Linked DNA regions of Mus musculus: region 2 is linked to region 1. The links are chromatin contacts, called in public promoter capture Hi-C maps. All regions are on one chromosome and are shown on one strand. The core of a region is the stretch at or near the end of the contact, and the rest is flanking DNA. Distances in the headings are between cores, read along the strand shown. Region 1 overlaps Pllp (plasma membrane proteolipid). Region 2 has its middle 19 kb from the start of Ccdc102a.

The links. Capture Hi-C pulls out chosen DNA fragments and counts their contacts.
Region 2: a contact with region 1 is called in a promoter capture Hi-C map of pancreatic islet. The contact joins two enhancer-like sites. A contact is called at or near these places in 2 of 115 datasets of contacts at active chromatin or transcription factors (bone marrow-derived macrophages and large pre-B cells) and 3 of 9 other capture datasets (adipose tissue, liver and pancreatic islet).

Annotation. Positions count from the first base shown.
Region 1 is chr8:94,676,004-94,682,230 of GRCm38.p6, reverse strand. Pllp (plasma membrane proteolipid) reads left to right here. Exons shown (of 4, transcript NM_026385.4): 2 at 2,713-2,886; 3 at 4,883-5,005; 4 at 5,952-6,227. The coding sequence ends at 6,068. Among named protein-coding and RNA genes, the nearest start is that of Arl2bp, 13 kb to the right of the region's middle. Within about 2 kb of position 3,445, at least 105 of the 459 cell types and tissues checked have an H3K27ac peak or open chromatin away from gene starts, as enhancers often do. A contact at or near this core is called in pancreatic islet, where this site is marked.
Region 2 is chr8:94,896,453-94,902,679 of GRCm38.p6, reverse strand. No RefSeq gene overlaps it. Among named protein-coding and RNA genes, the nearest start is that of Ccdc102a, 19 kb to the left of the region's middle. Within about 2 kb of position 3,214, at least 58 of the 459 cell types and tissues checked have an H3K27ac peak or open chromatin away from gene starts, as enhancers often do. A contact at or near this core is called in pancreatic islet, where this site is marked.

The sequences.
Region 1 (6,227 bases), core at 2,196-4,695:
ATGTGTGGTGCCACATGCCTGTGGTGTAGAACTTGAGGAGCAGGGTGTGAGTTCAAGGTCAGGTTGGACTGATGAGACCATGCCAAGAAAGAGGGAGAGGAGTGAGGAGGGAAGGAGAGAGGGAGGGTAGGGGAAAGTGTGTGTGTGTGTGTTGTGCATGTATAGGCATGGGCATGCCAGAGTGCTCATATGGAGGTTGGAGGACAATTTTCAGGAGTCCCCTCCTGCCACGTAGGTTCTAGAGATCTAACTCAGGTCATCAGACTTTGTGGCAAGGTCTTCACCTACTGAGCCACCTCTCCCTGGCCACTGAGTTGTAATGAAATGAGGGTTTGCTCCCAGTTTGGCATGTGACCACAGTCTAGGAAGGCCCTGCTACACAGCCCCATCTTTGTCACTGTAAAGTGGGCATGGAGACAAACCCTGGGCATGCTTGTGAGGGTCAGAGGCAAGAGCAGATGGAGGGGTGCTATGTGACATGGGTGTCTGGGGCTCACCTTAGCTGGGGAGTGCAGATACAGAGAGAGCCTGCTTTGGCCAGGGCATTGCTGGGCTCCTAGGCCTGCTCAGCTACAGGGTCCCTGTCCTTACACTGCAAGTGTGTATTCCAAAACAAAGAAACTTCCTTGTAGTGGGGTGGTTTGAGAGAAGGGGGCTGGAGGAGCCCCAGCTCTGGGTCATGAGCCCTCTGGTGAGGATTTCTCTTTAGATCCCAGGGAACTTGCCAATGTCCTGTGAGCAGAGTGGGTAGGCCAGGAGATGGGGACTTGTTTCCAAAGATCAGTATCCCGAGGCCAGCTCAGCTCCTAAGATCTGACTGAAAGTGGTCTCACCCTTGGACTGGGGCTACCGGCTTCCATGCTATGCAGGCAGAGGGTGGAACAGTCCTTCTGGTTCTAGCAATGGAGGCTTTCTCCAGAGCCACAGTAGACTTCTACACCCATGGTGGCTGGTAGAGTTCCAGATGAGAGGAGAGTGGGTATCCCCCAACCTAGACAGAGATCCTTGGCCAGCAAAGAAGAGGCTGGGGAGGCCCAGGACAGTCACGGGGTTGTACTATCCCTGGGTCTTCCCCAGGGTCTTTGGGCTATGCTCCTACAAGAAGTCTATGGGTAGAACCATCTGAGTTTGGTGCTTTGTGGCAGGACTCGAGGGGGGAGAAATTTACATAAGGCTGACCGTCACTCTCAAGTATAAAACTGAGCTTTGAGTAGCTGTCTCAGGTGGGTGTGGTCCCTGCACTGTTACGAATGAGGTAAGGAAGCACTGCGCAGTTGTGCAGGTGGAAGAGGAACGGGTTTTAAACAAAGCCCATGCTTTTAGGTTCTACACACTCAGTCGGGGATGTGGGGGTACCTGGCTACTCTACCCACCAAGCTTCCTGGCGTGGCTTACCATCCCACTGGCTCTTCTCTTCCACTCTGGGTTCTGGAGGGAGGGGCCGCCTCAAGTTGTCAGGCTTTCCAGCTTAGGCAATAAGTCCTGTTACCTGCTGAGCCATCTTGAAACGCTCCCCTTTCTGTCTATCTATCTATTTATTTATCTATTAAGGATTTACTTATTTTACATATGAGTACACTGTTGCTATCTTCAGACGCACCAGAAGAGGGCACCAGATCCCCATTACAGATGGTTGTGAGCCACCATGTGGTTGCTGGGAATTGAACTCAGGGTCTCTGGAAGAGCAGCCAGTCTTAACCACTGAGCCATCTCTCCACTACTCCCCCCACCCCTTTTTTTGAGACAGAGTTTTGTTTTGAAACAGGGGCTCATGTGGGCAAGACTGGCCTATGACTCATGTTTGCCTTGAACTCATTCGTAAGTCTCTTTTTTCCTCCAGTGTTGGGATTACAAGTATTAGCCTCCCTGACTGGCTTCTAGCATTTTTTTTTTTTCTGCACCTGTGGCAAAGTCAAGCCCCTGGAATGCTGTGGGCAGTTCTGGTATGAGGAGCATATACTCTATGAGAGAGATACCGTTCCTACCTTGGGTGGTACTATCTGGGGACCTGGGTGTCTCAGTTAGGGTTTTATTGCTGTGAACAGACACCATGACCAAGGCAAGTCTTATAAAGGACAACATTTAATTGGGGCTGACATACAGGTTCAAAGGTTCAGTCCAGTATCGTCAAGGCAAGAACGGAGGCGAATCCAGTCAGGCATGGTGCAGGAGGAGCGGAGAGTTCATCTTCATCTGAAGGCTGCTAGCAGATGACTGACTTCAAGGCAGCTAGAATGTGAGACTTATAACCTACACCCACAATGACACCCTACCCAGCAGGGCCATACCTTCTAATCCTGTCACTCCTTGGGCCCAGCATATACAAACCGTCACACCGGGGAAGAGCCTTTTGTCACACAGCATGATGGGAATTGAAAGGGGGAAGAGTGGCCAGACAAGATGCCCAGCACAGATGTAAACAACAGGAGTCAAGATTTCTTTGAAGAAGCTGTTTTTAATTGTACGTGCGTGTGACCATGTTCCATGCCACAGTGAACACAGAAAGGCTGGAGGACAACCGCTGGTCGTCACTTTTCTCCTTACACCTGAGTTCCAGAATTGAATTCCGGTTGTCAGGCTTGTGACAAACATTTTACCCTCTTAGCCATCTTGCCAGCCTAAACTTTTTGAGTTAACAAGAAAGGGGGCCAAGGCCCGAGCCTCCGGCTGGAGCTGTTCAGCTCTGAGAAACTCCCCCTTATTTTTCCACAGGCACTGGGGCTGCTGGTGTGGGCCCTGATTGCTGACACCCCATACCATCTGTATCCTGCCTATGGCTGGGTCATGTTTGTCGCTGTCTTCCTCTGGCTGGTGACAATCGTCTTCTTCATCATCTACCTGTTTCAACTGCACATGAAGTTGTACATGGTGCCCTGGCCGTTGGTGGTGAGTTTGGGGCAGGGACTGTGCGGCTCCAGGCTGAGTCCTCTCGTCTGTGAATGGCTAGGACGGGACCTCTTGACCTTCCATAAATGTGAAATGGAGGGCAGGTGGGTGGGTGTGATGCCATCCTCCTGCCTCTTAGCTACATGAGGAGCTGGGGTGGGAAGGTATGTTAATGACGGAAGTGGAGTGTTTGACTTGGTGCTTGGAAGAGACCAGCATCGAGAGGCTATTGACTGACTCTGCAGATATCCTTGGGAATCTTGGGATATTGTTCTTTCTTGAGGGGGATCAGAATTTTGAGCTCGGAGGTCTGGGTTTGTCAGTGCCAGCTGCCTCCATTCTCTCCAGGCCCTGGCTCTCTGGAGAGAATGGGTGCCCCAGGTTTGTCTCAGGCCAGGCTCCTCTGGCTGGGTTTTTTTTTTTTTTTTTCTGGAACCCAGAAAACCCATGCAGCTGGGTCTGAGCCTTTTAGTGAGCACAGAGGCGCATGATTGTAAGGCAGGCGAGGCTGGAACTAGGCAGCGATTGTTTACAATTCAATGCTTGTTTAGCGAGAGGAAACGTGAGTCATGCCGAGACAGAATGGGTTTGTTAGATCCTGGTCTCGCTAGCCAGAGCCGGGCAGGGTGTGCAGTGGTCACTGTACTTGGGGACAAGATTTGGGATTGAGGTGGCGGTGGCTGGACTCCTGGCTAAAGGTCTAGCCCCCTTCTGAATATCCCAAGCCCCTAAAGAAGAATTCCACAAGGCTGGAGACCTCTGTCTCTGAGGCAAGGCTGGCAGCACAGCACAGCGCCAGTGAAGGAGGTCAGCTGGGGGCTGTGTCTGGTGCTGCTGGGCTGAGCTGGGAGAGGAACTGGGTGATGACCCTTCTCAACTCTGGGGACATGTTTAATATAAAGGGTCAGGTAAGATGGACTAGTGAACTGGGCCAGGAAGGTTCTAGAAACCTAACAAGTACCTGGCCCTGAGAAGCTGCCTCTGCCCGGCTTCAACCTTGAGAGGATGTGGCCCACTGGTGCCAAGCCTTGAGGTATTTTGTTTGTTGTACTGATGGCGCTAGGGATCAAATCCAGGACCTCATGAATGCAGAGCTTTACACTGAGATACATGCCCAGCCCTGAGGTAGCTGTTTGCTTTGTTTTTTTGATACAGTTTTGATGTGTAGGCCCGACTGACCTGGAATCCATGGTCTTCCTGTCTTTGTGTCTGACATGCTGGCTCCTGTAAGCTACTCTGCCCAGCTTTGAGGGTGTTTTGTTTTGTTTTATTTTGAGCTAGGTTTTCTCAGTAGCCCTGGCTGACCTGGAACTCACTAGTCTAGGCTGGCCTTAAACTCAGAGATCGGCCTGCCTCTACCTCCTGTGTGCTGCGATCAAAGGTGTGAGCTACAACTACTTATCTTAATTGATATTTTGATATAGCATCTCACTATATGCACCAAGTTGGCCTCTGCCTCTTGAGATGCTGGGATTACAGGTGTGTACCACTATGTCCAGAAATCTTGAACATGTTTAATATGAAATTTTCAAGTTTTCACATGAAATCTAATTTTAAATGTTGGCAATTAAAAATGTATAGCACAATAAATGGCTGGAGACCGGTTTGAGGACAAGAGGCATCCACTGGGGGTATGGAACAGGCCCCGCTGCCAGCTGAAGGCTCACATCCAGTCTTCTTGGTGCTTTGTAGAGATTCCCTAGGACCCTGGCCCTGTTATTTGCCCTTGAGTTTAGGATAGTATAAGGGAGTCATAGATTTCTCCCACTGGTGGGCAGAGGGATGTGAGGGCCAGGCACATGGCCAAGTGCTGATGTGGTCATAGGAAGAACATGGGCATGGCGTGTGCCACACAAGAGATGGCATTTCTTTAGCTGGTTAGAGGCAAGTGGCTCGTTGTGGTGGCACCGTCCCAACACTTCAGGCCTTCCCGTCAGGGCTTCAAGGTGGTGATGTTCTTTGTGGATGCTTATGCCTCTCGCCCTTCCCCCTACAGTTACTGATCTTTTTTGTCGCTGCCACGGTTCTCTACATTACTGCCTTTATCGCCTGTGCAGCGGCGGTCGATCTGACATCCCTGAGGGGCTCCCGGCCATATAACCAGCGCTCAGCTGCCTCTGTAAGTATGTCCCAGGCTCCAGCCTTCTGCAGGGTATCCAGCCCAGGCCTTTGTGAACTCACAGGCTCCTGTCTGAGTTGTCACTGGCTGGATGCTCAGTGGGCCTCCTTCCTTAGTGAACAGCAGAACTCAAGGGGACCTGAATGCATGGGATCCACTGTGGACACTGTCACATTGTCACCTCAGGCTGGCTGTCATCACTAGACATTCCGTCTACATTTCTTTTTTTACTAGTATTCTCTTATAAAAATTCCAAACTTGGACTGTGTCAGACGGCCATTCACACTACCCAGTTCACGTCTAAAGGCAGAGACTATGGGTTCTTTTTTAGAGAAGGAAACTGGAGTTGTGGTCATGTCCAGGACAGGACAGCCAATGCGTGGTGTCTTCCATCTTCCTGGTGAGAGTGGTTTAAAATTAGTGAACTCCATCTTGGGAACGGAGACTCAAGCCTCTGAAAGCACACGCCACATACAGGGTACAAAACTGATTCAGAAAACTCCTGGGAGCCTGGAGTATTATTACTGGTTGTTTTTGTTTTCAGTTCTGGGCCTGGAACCACAGGTCCTTGGGAGGCTGGGCAACAGCTTTACCTGAGCCACATCCCTAGCCCTGAATGTTACTTGTGGACACTAGGTCCCTTATGTATATAAAGTTACCCCACTGTCACTCCAGAGTGCTGTGCCTGGCACCATCTGACATGTCTGGCCTGTGTAGTTCTTGCCCCTGACCCTTAGAACATAATGCCAGATGTGTGGTATGGGTGGGTGGGCATAAGGGGTGTGGCTGCCAGAACAAGTGGCTCTGATTAACCCAAGGGGCTGCTGCTCAAGCTTCCATCCCCAAGTCCCTCTGAGGAGACCCACTTGGTCTGGTGTCACTGTCCCCATGTGGTTTCCTGGCTCTCTCTGACTGACCCCCTTGGCCTCTTTTTCTCCCCTGCCAGTTCTTTGCTTGTCTGGTGATGATTGCCTACGGAGTGAGCGCTTTCTTCAGCTTCCAGGCCTGGCGAGGAGTGGGTAGCAACGCGGCCACGAGTCAGATGGCTGGGGGCTACTCCTAAGCCAGCTATGCTGTGGCCTGAGCCATGGCTGGGTCTTAGCACAGGGTCACCCCCTAAGCTTACTGGACTCAAACTCTCCAGCACTCCTGAGGAACTGGCCTACACTGGCACAGATGGAACTGGCCAAGAGCCAGGGGTGGGGACATCCTCCCCACCTCC
Region 2 (6,227 bases), core at 1,965-4,464, 220 kb before region 1:
TCTGGATAGGAAGAGACTTCAGTCCGTAGGTTCAAATCTCTGCTCTACCTTTGACTGACTGTGCAACCGCAGGGACATCCCTCACCTTCTCTGAGCCTCAGGTTTCCCATCTGGAAGTTAGTGTTCTGTAGCTCACTGGGTAAAAACACTTGGAATGCAAGCCCGACAACCTGGGTTTGATCCTCAGAGCCCGAGTTAAGGTGGACCGAGAGAATGAACTCCGTGTAAAGGCCTCTGTCCTCCACAGGTGCACACACACTAGTAATAATAATAATCATCGATTTTGTAAATGCAAAACTTTGTTACTCTCCCTGGAGGCCTACCATGGGCAGGAGGATTTGCCAGCAGGGTGGGGAGCTGATTGCAGCAGGATTAGGAACCTGGTGGAAATTCACTCACAGGAGATGTGAAATTCTCTTCTTTGGTTGTTTATTTGAGATAGGGTCTTTTGTAGCGCTGGGCTAGCCTGAACCTGAATGGCAGACTGGCCTTGAACTCAGTCCTCCTCCCTCGGTCTCCAAGTAACAGGATTACAGGCATGCCCCACCACAGCCAGGCTGTACTTACAGTTTGGACATCTAATTTCCCAAACCTAATTAGCAGATTTATATAGAATTTGAAGGAGATGGGCGACTGGAGACACAGCAGCAGACACTTAAATTTATTAAAGTTAGCCAGGCAGTGGTGGCGCATGCCTTTAATCCCAGTACTCTGGAGGCAGAGGCAGGCAGATCTCTTGAGTTCATGGGCCAGCCTGCTCTACAGGGCAGCCAGGGTTATACAGAAAACCCTGTCTTGAATCCACCTCCACTACTCACCCCCAATTTTGTTTTGTTTTTCTAAAGTCAAGGGGAATTCAGGAATCTTGCTCTCCTGATAGGCTCTGGAGATGTGAGGATTGCTCCAACAGGCAGGTGGTAGCTTCCTGTATTGGGGGGCGGGGAGGGGGGTTGTCAAAGAAGCTCAGGCCATGCACAAAGAGAAGTTAAACTGAGTTCAGGAAAGGGTTCACTGTTCGGAATGGAGAGCTGCCATAAAGACTTTATCTCTGTGTCATCTGGTTAGGAAGGTCCCTGGAGGCTACACTGTGTCATCTGGTTAGGAAGGTGCCTTGAGCCCTGGGGACTAAGGTGCTAAGGGGCCCAGCAGGGAGCCAGAGCCCAGCTTCATCCTCAGGCTTAGCTGATGGTGTTGGTGGGGTGTCAGAGGCTCCAGGCCCCTCCTGGGCTCGCAGGTGAAGGAGGAAAGGAAAAAAAGAGGCCGTCCCCACCCCCACCCTGTGCCGGAAATCAGTCCTCAGGAGGCAGCCCAGCAGGAAAGGACCCTCTCCTGCCAGGGAGGTTTCTTCTTCCTCTCTCAAACAGGAAATAGGCCAAGAAAAGACTGAGAGTGCTGCCCTTTGACCCCCCAGGAGCTAGAAGCCAGGCCCTCACTGACAGCTGCCATTCCCAGACACAGAGCAGAGCCTGGCTCCCCCAGACTCCCTGGCACCTCCAGAGAGATAGTGTGGAGCAGGGGCCTCCTCACGGTGTCTATATCTCTCCACCAGGCTGCTCTCGGAGAAGTGTTGGTGCACAGAGGATCTGGTCTGGGAAAGGGAAGCCTCCGGAGCAAGGCTTGGGGAATGGTGGGATGGGGGTGGTGGGGGTGGGGGCTGGGCGCTGCTCACGGCCTTTCATGGGTCACTGCTACTTAAAGTGAAAGTCATCCAGGGGTCATGGCGCACCGAAGCATTAGCCTTGGCTCACATGGTGCCTTAAGGAAAATCTTTAATGTGCTGCTAATATTAGTCATGGGAAGTCTGCCCATCCAAATGTGGGTTTCCCTCTCCTGAGCCGTCAGCACCTTTGACCACACCGTCCCCTGCTCCCATGTGGCTACTACAGCTGCTCTCAGGAGGTAAGAGGCGTTTCTGTGCCTCAGACCCCACCAGCTCCTGCAGCCTTATCTCTTAGGGAGGCCATTTGAGGGCAGGGTACCTATTGAACATTACAAGGGGGGAGCCAGAAGGCAGCCAGTGTGAGGTGCAGCCATGCCAAGAACACTTGTCACTTAGGTTGCTGGAAGGGTGACGGCCAAAAGTTTTACAGGCAGCTTTCCCCAGGCTTCTCTACCAGCCAGTGAGACAGGTATACCACTATCCCTGTCCCATTTATGCTGGAATCCAGGGGCTCAGGGGGAGCAACCGCAACCACACAGCTGAGTAGCCACGGTCTCATCCTGATTTGGGCAGTCTCAGTGCAGAGTCTGCCCAGGCTACCCATCAGGATAAGGAGCCTGCGGTCTTACCTAGTTCTTGCCAGGCTGAATCCCCAACACCACCCAGAATTACTGTCCCCCAACAGCCCTTCACAGCCTCAGTCTCCCTGTTTCTCTCTTAGTGCGAATGGTGGTTTTGTCTGGTACCCTCACCGCACCCCACCAACCACAGTGTCCTGGGATGATGGGAGGAAGGAAGGACATAGGGATAAGAAATGAAGGATAAACTGAGTGTAGGGTTGCAAGCATTTATTCCTAGAGGGAGGCAGACCTATGAGTTCAAAGCAAGCCTGCTTGACACAGCGAATTCCAGGATAGCCAGAGCTACATAGTGAGACCCTATCTTGAAAAATGTAGTGGTGGAGGTGGGGTGGGGTGGGGGAGAATGGGGGACTAAGTAATAGAAAGCTGAAGCCAGAATCTGGCCCACCACGGCTACTTGGTTTTTGTTTTTGTTTTGTTTTGTTTTGTTGGAGGGGGGCGGTATCTGCTGGAGAGAACAGGCAGCCCAGGGACTCTGTGCAGCAGCTACCCAGACCCTCAACACCCCTCATCCAAGGCCTTGGCATTCTTAGACAGGCTGAGCTTGCATCCTAGGTCTGGTTCATCCATCTGCATTGTGTGTGGAACCCCAGAGTCTGCCCTTGCTCTTCAGCTAAAACTTTATTAGGCATTCTCACTGGAATACCCCCAGATTTGCATGACATATGTATGGCCCATCCCATACTTCCACTGGCTATGTGTCTTCTCGCAGTTTCTCTGTACAAAGGGGAACACACCCATGGGCTGGCCAAGCCTACCTCTTATGAGACCACTGCCCTCGTTCTTTCCGCCTTCCTCCACTGTTCTGCACAGCCATCCAAGAGCCTAGTGCCTAGCCTACCTGGGAGGCTGACAGACAGCCATTCCAGCCAATCGTTCTGAAGCACGGGGTGGAGCCTGGAGGCAGAGGTAGAGGTAGCGCCCAGGAGCCAGCTGCAGCTCAGCCGGCCGCTCCCACCGCTCTCCCCGCCACCATCAGCAGAAGACTGCGACCTTATCTACTAATTGCAGGGTTGTGAGATGCCAGCTGCCTCCCTGGCCCCAGGGAGGTGCCTCTCAAGGGAGCAGGGGCTCCCTGGAAAGGCCTTCCAGCCCTCCTCCAGTCCAGAACCACCGCTGCACTTGGTGATCTCCGTGGTGTAAACAGAGCTGCTGGTTCACAGGGACAGGGCTCCCTCCCCACCCAAGAATTAATTAGCCATGGCTGTCCACCGCTGCATCCACACACCCGGGAACCAGCTCTCACCTTGAGCACGGCTTCTAAGTGTTCTTAGTACCCTGACACTTAGTCTAGACAGCCCTCCTGCTAGGCGTCCCTCTTTCTCCCTCCCCTGCTGACTTCCCAAAGACCATCTCTGAATTAGCCTTGTAGCCAGAGTAACCTTGACGCAGGTCAGCCTGGATGCTGGATTCCAGACTGAACCACAAGGGCTTGGGAACTATCTATCCTTAGCTGGACTGGACTTCAATCTCCGAGGGGGTCCTGACTGCAGGACTCCTGGGTCAGCCCCAGCAGAGGAGAGGGAGGCTTTGCAATCACGCTCCTTCCCACCTGTGCTGTTGAATCTTAACCTTCACAAGCGCCTGGAAGGAGGGTACGATGGGAAAACTGAGACCGTGAGGGGAGGGGCCAGCCAGTGAGTGACAGGTCAGGACTAGGATCCAGGAGATTCTGAGGCCTGATTCTGAGTAGTTGTTGTTGGTTAACTTCTTCCTGAAGGGTGGCAAGGGTGAGGAGGGGAGGGGGACTGAGCTAAGGATGCCACCACAGCCACCAACCAGGCTTTGGGTATGCTGCAGAGTCCTTTCTCATCCCAAGCCTGACTCCACCCTCTCACTTAGAAACTTTGAGTTAGGAACTTCATCATCTAGAAGCTGAGGTCTAGCATGGTTATCCCTAACCCTGTGGCTCCATCCTGAGAATCACAGATCCTTCCAATAGCTCCTGATCCTTGGTTTCTCCTCCTACATTCAATTAACTCAAGGGGTTGAGCTCAGTGGTAGAGCACTTGCTTGGCTTGTGCAAGGCCCTGGGTTCCACCCTCAGCACCACAAAGAAGGGAGAGACTGTCTTAGTCAGGGGGAGCTAGGGATGGGGGTTCACACCTGTACGGCTGTGCTGAACGAAACACCATGACCAAAGCAAGTTGGGAAGGAAAGAGTCGATTTGGCTTCCACTTCCACATCACTGAAGGAAGTCAGGATAGGAACTCAAGCAGGGCAAGAACTTGGAGGCAGAAGATGATGCAGAGGCCATGGAGGAGTGATGCTTACTGGCTTGCTTCCCATGGCTTGTTCAGCTTGCTTTCTTATAGAACCCAGGACCACCAGCCCTGGGATGTCCCAACCCACAATGGACTGGGCCCTCCGACATTGGTCACTAATTAAGAAAATGCCTTTTAGTTGGATCTTATGGAGGCATTTCCTCAACTGAGGCTCCTTCCTCTCTGATGACTCTAGCTTGTGTCAAGTTGACATAAAAGCAGCCAGAAAGGGATAGCGGGCAAGCTAGGTATGGGGGTTCCAGGCTGTAATTCCTGTACTCCAGAGCTCACGCTGAAAATTCAAGACCAGCCTGAGCTACATAATCAGACGTTGTATTTAAACAAACAAAATACACACACACACACACACACACACACACACACACACTAAATAAACAACAACCCAAAACCAACAGGTATGACTGCACTTCTAGCTTTGGGTAGCAGAAGGATCTAATGACTTACTGGCCAGCCAGAGTAGTTAAACAAGTGAGTTCTTAATTCAGTGAGAGACCCTGTCTCAAAAAACAAGATGGAGCCTGGTAGGGGAAGTGTACACCTTTGATCCCAGCATTCAGGAGGCAGAGGCAGGCGGATCTCCGAGTTCTAGGCCAGCTTGTTCTATAAAGCAAGTTCCAGGACAGCCAGAGCTACACAGAGAAACCCTGTTTCAAACAAAAACAAACAAAAAAGATGAAGGGTGATTGAAGATGACACCTGATGTTGATCTTCAGTCTCCATGTACATGACCTTGTACTACACATGTTCATGTACACACACACACACACACACACACACACACACACACACACACACGTTAGGGGTGGTGGGGAATAAACTAGGAAGATAGCAATCAAGTAGATGAGGAGTGCCTACACTACTAACTAAGCAAGAAGCATCAAGTCTCTGAGCCTCGGTTTCCACATTGGCGATAGCCTATGGGAAAAGAGAAGACACATGTGCCAAGCCTTCAGCAGTGTGTCTCCTCTCAACCTTTGTCCCATTTGTGTGGAAAGTCAGTTGTCCAGAAAGGGAACATGCAAGTGTCCATATTGGGGTTGGAGTCCTGACCAGGAGCAAAAACAGCCCCACCCCACCCAGCCCCACCCAGTCTCTCCCTCTCAGTGCAATCTCAGACCCCCAACCTGATGGTTACTTAGGTGTCTGGAGGTTAGCTCCATGAGGAAGGACGGGAGCAATCAGCTTTGACTATCTGTGGCCCCCTTTGAGGTTGGAGTGCTGGAGTTTGGGGGTGTAGCTATCTTCTTGGGAACTTGGTTGGTGGGAACCCGTCATCACACAGAGCTTATCTGATCCCAAAGCCCCTGAGGGGTAAACTGAAGAGGCTGCCAAGAGAAGATGGGTAGAAGAGAGGAGGTGCTGGGTGGGGCCATCTGTCTCGGTCATCTGCCACACCTCTGACTGCCCAAGGGGACGATCAAGTTGTTCTTCAACCTTGCAGGTGAAGAACTCAAGTCAATGCCTTTAGCAACCTCCTGGCACAACTCAAACTGGGGTTTCAAAGCAGGTGTGTGCACATCACTGTCCCAGAGGCTCATGGGGCACTTGAGGGTACCACACACCCCTTCTTGGACCTGCAGAGCCAAGAGGTTCATGATCTCCCTTTCCAGGTTTCCTGCTCCACCCCAACCCCTCATCGCT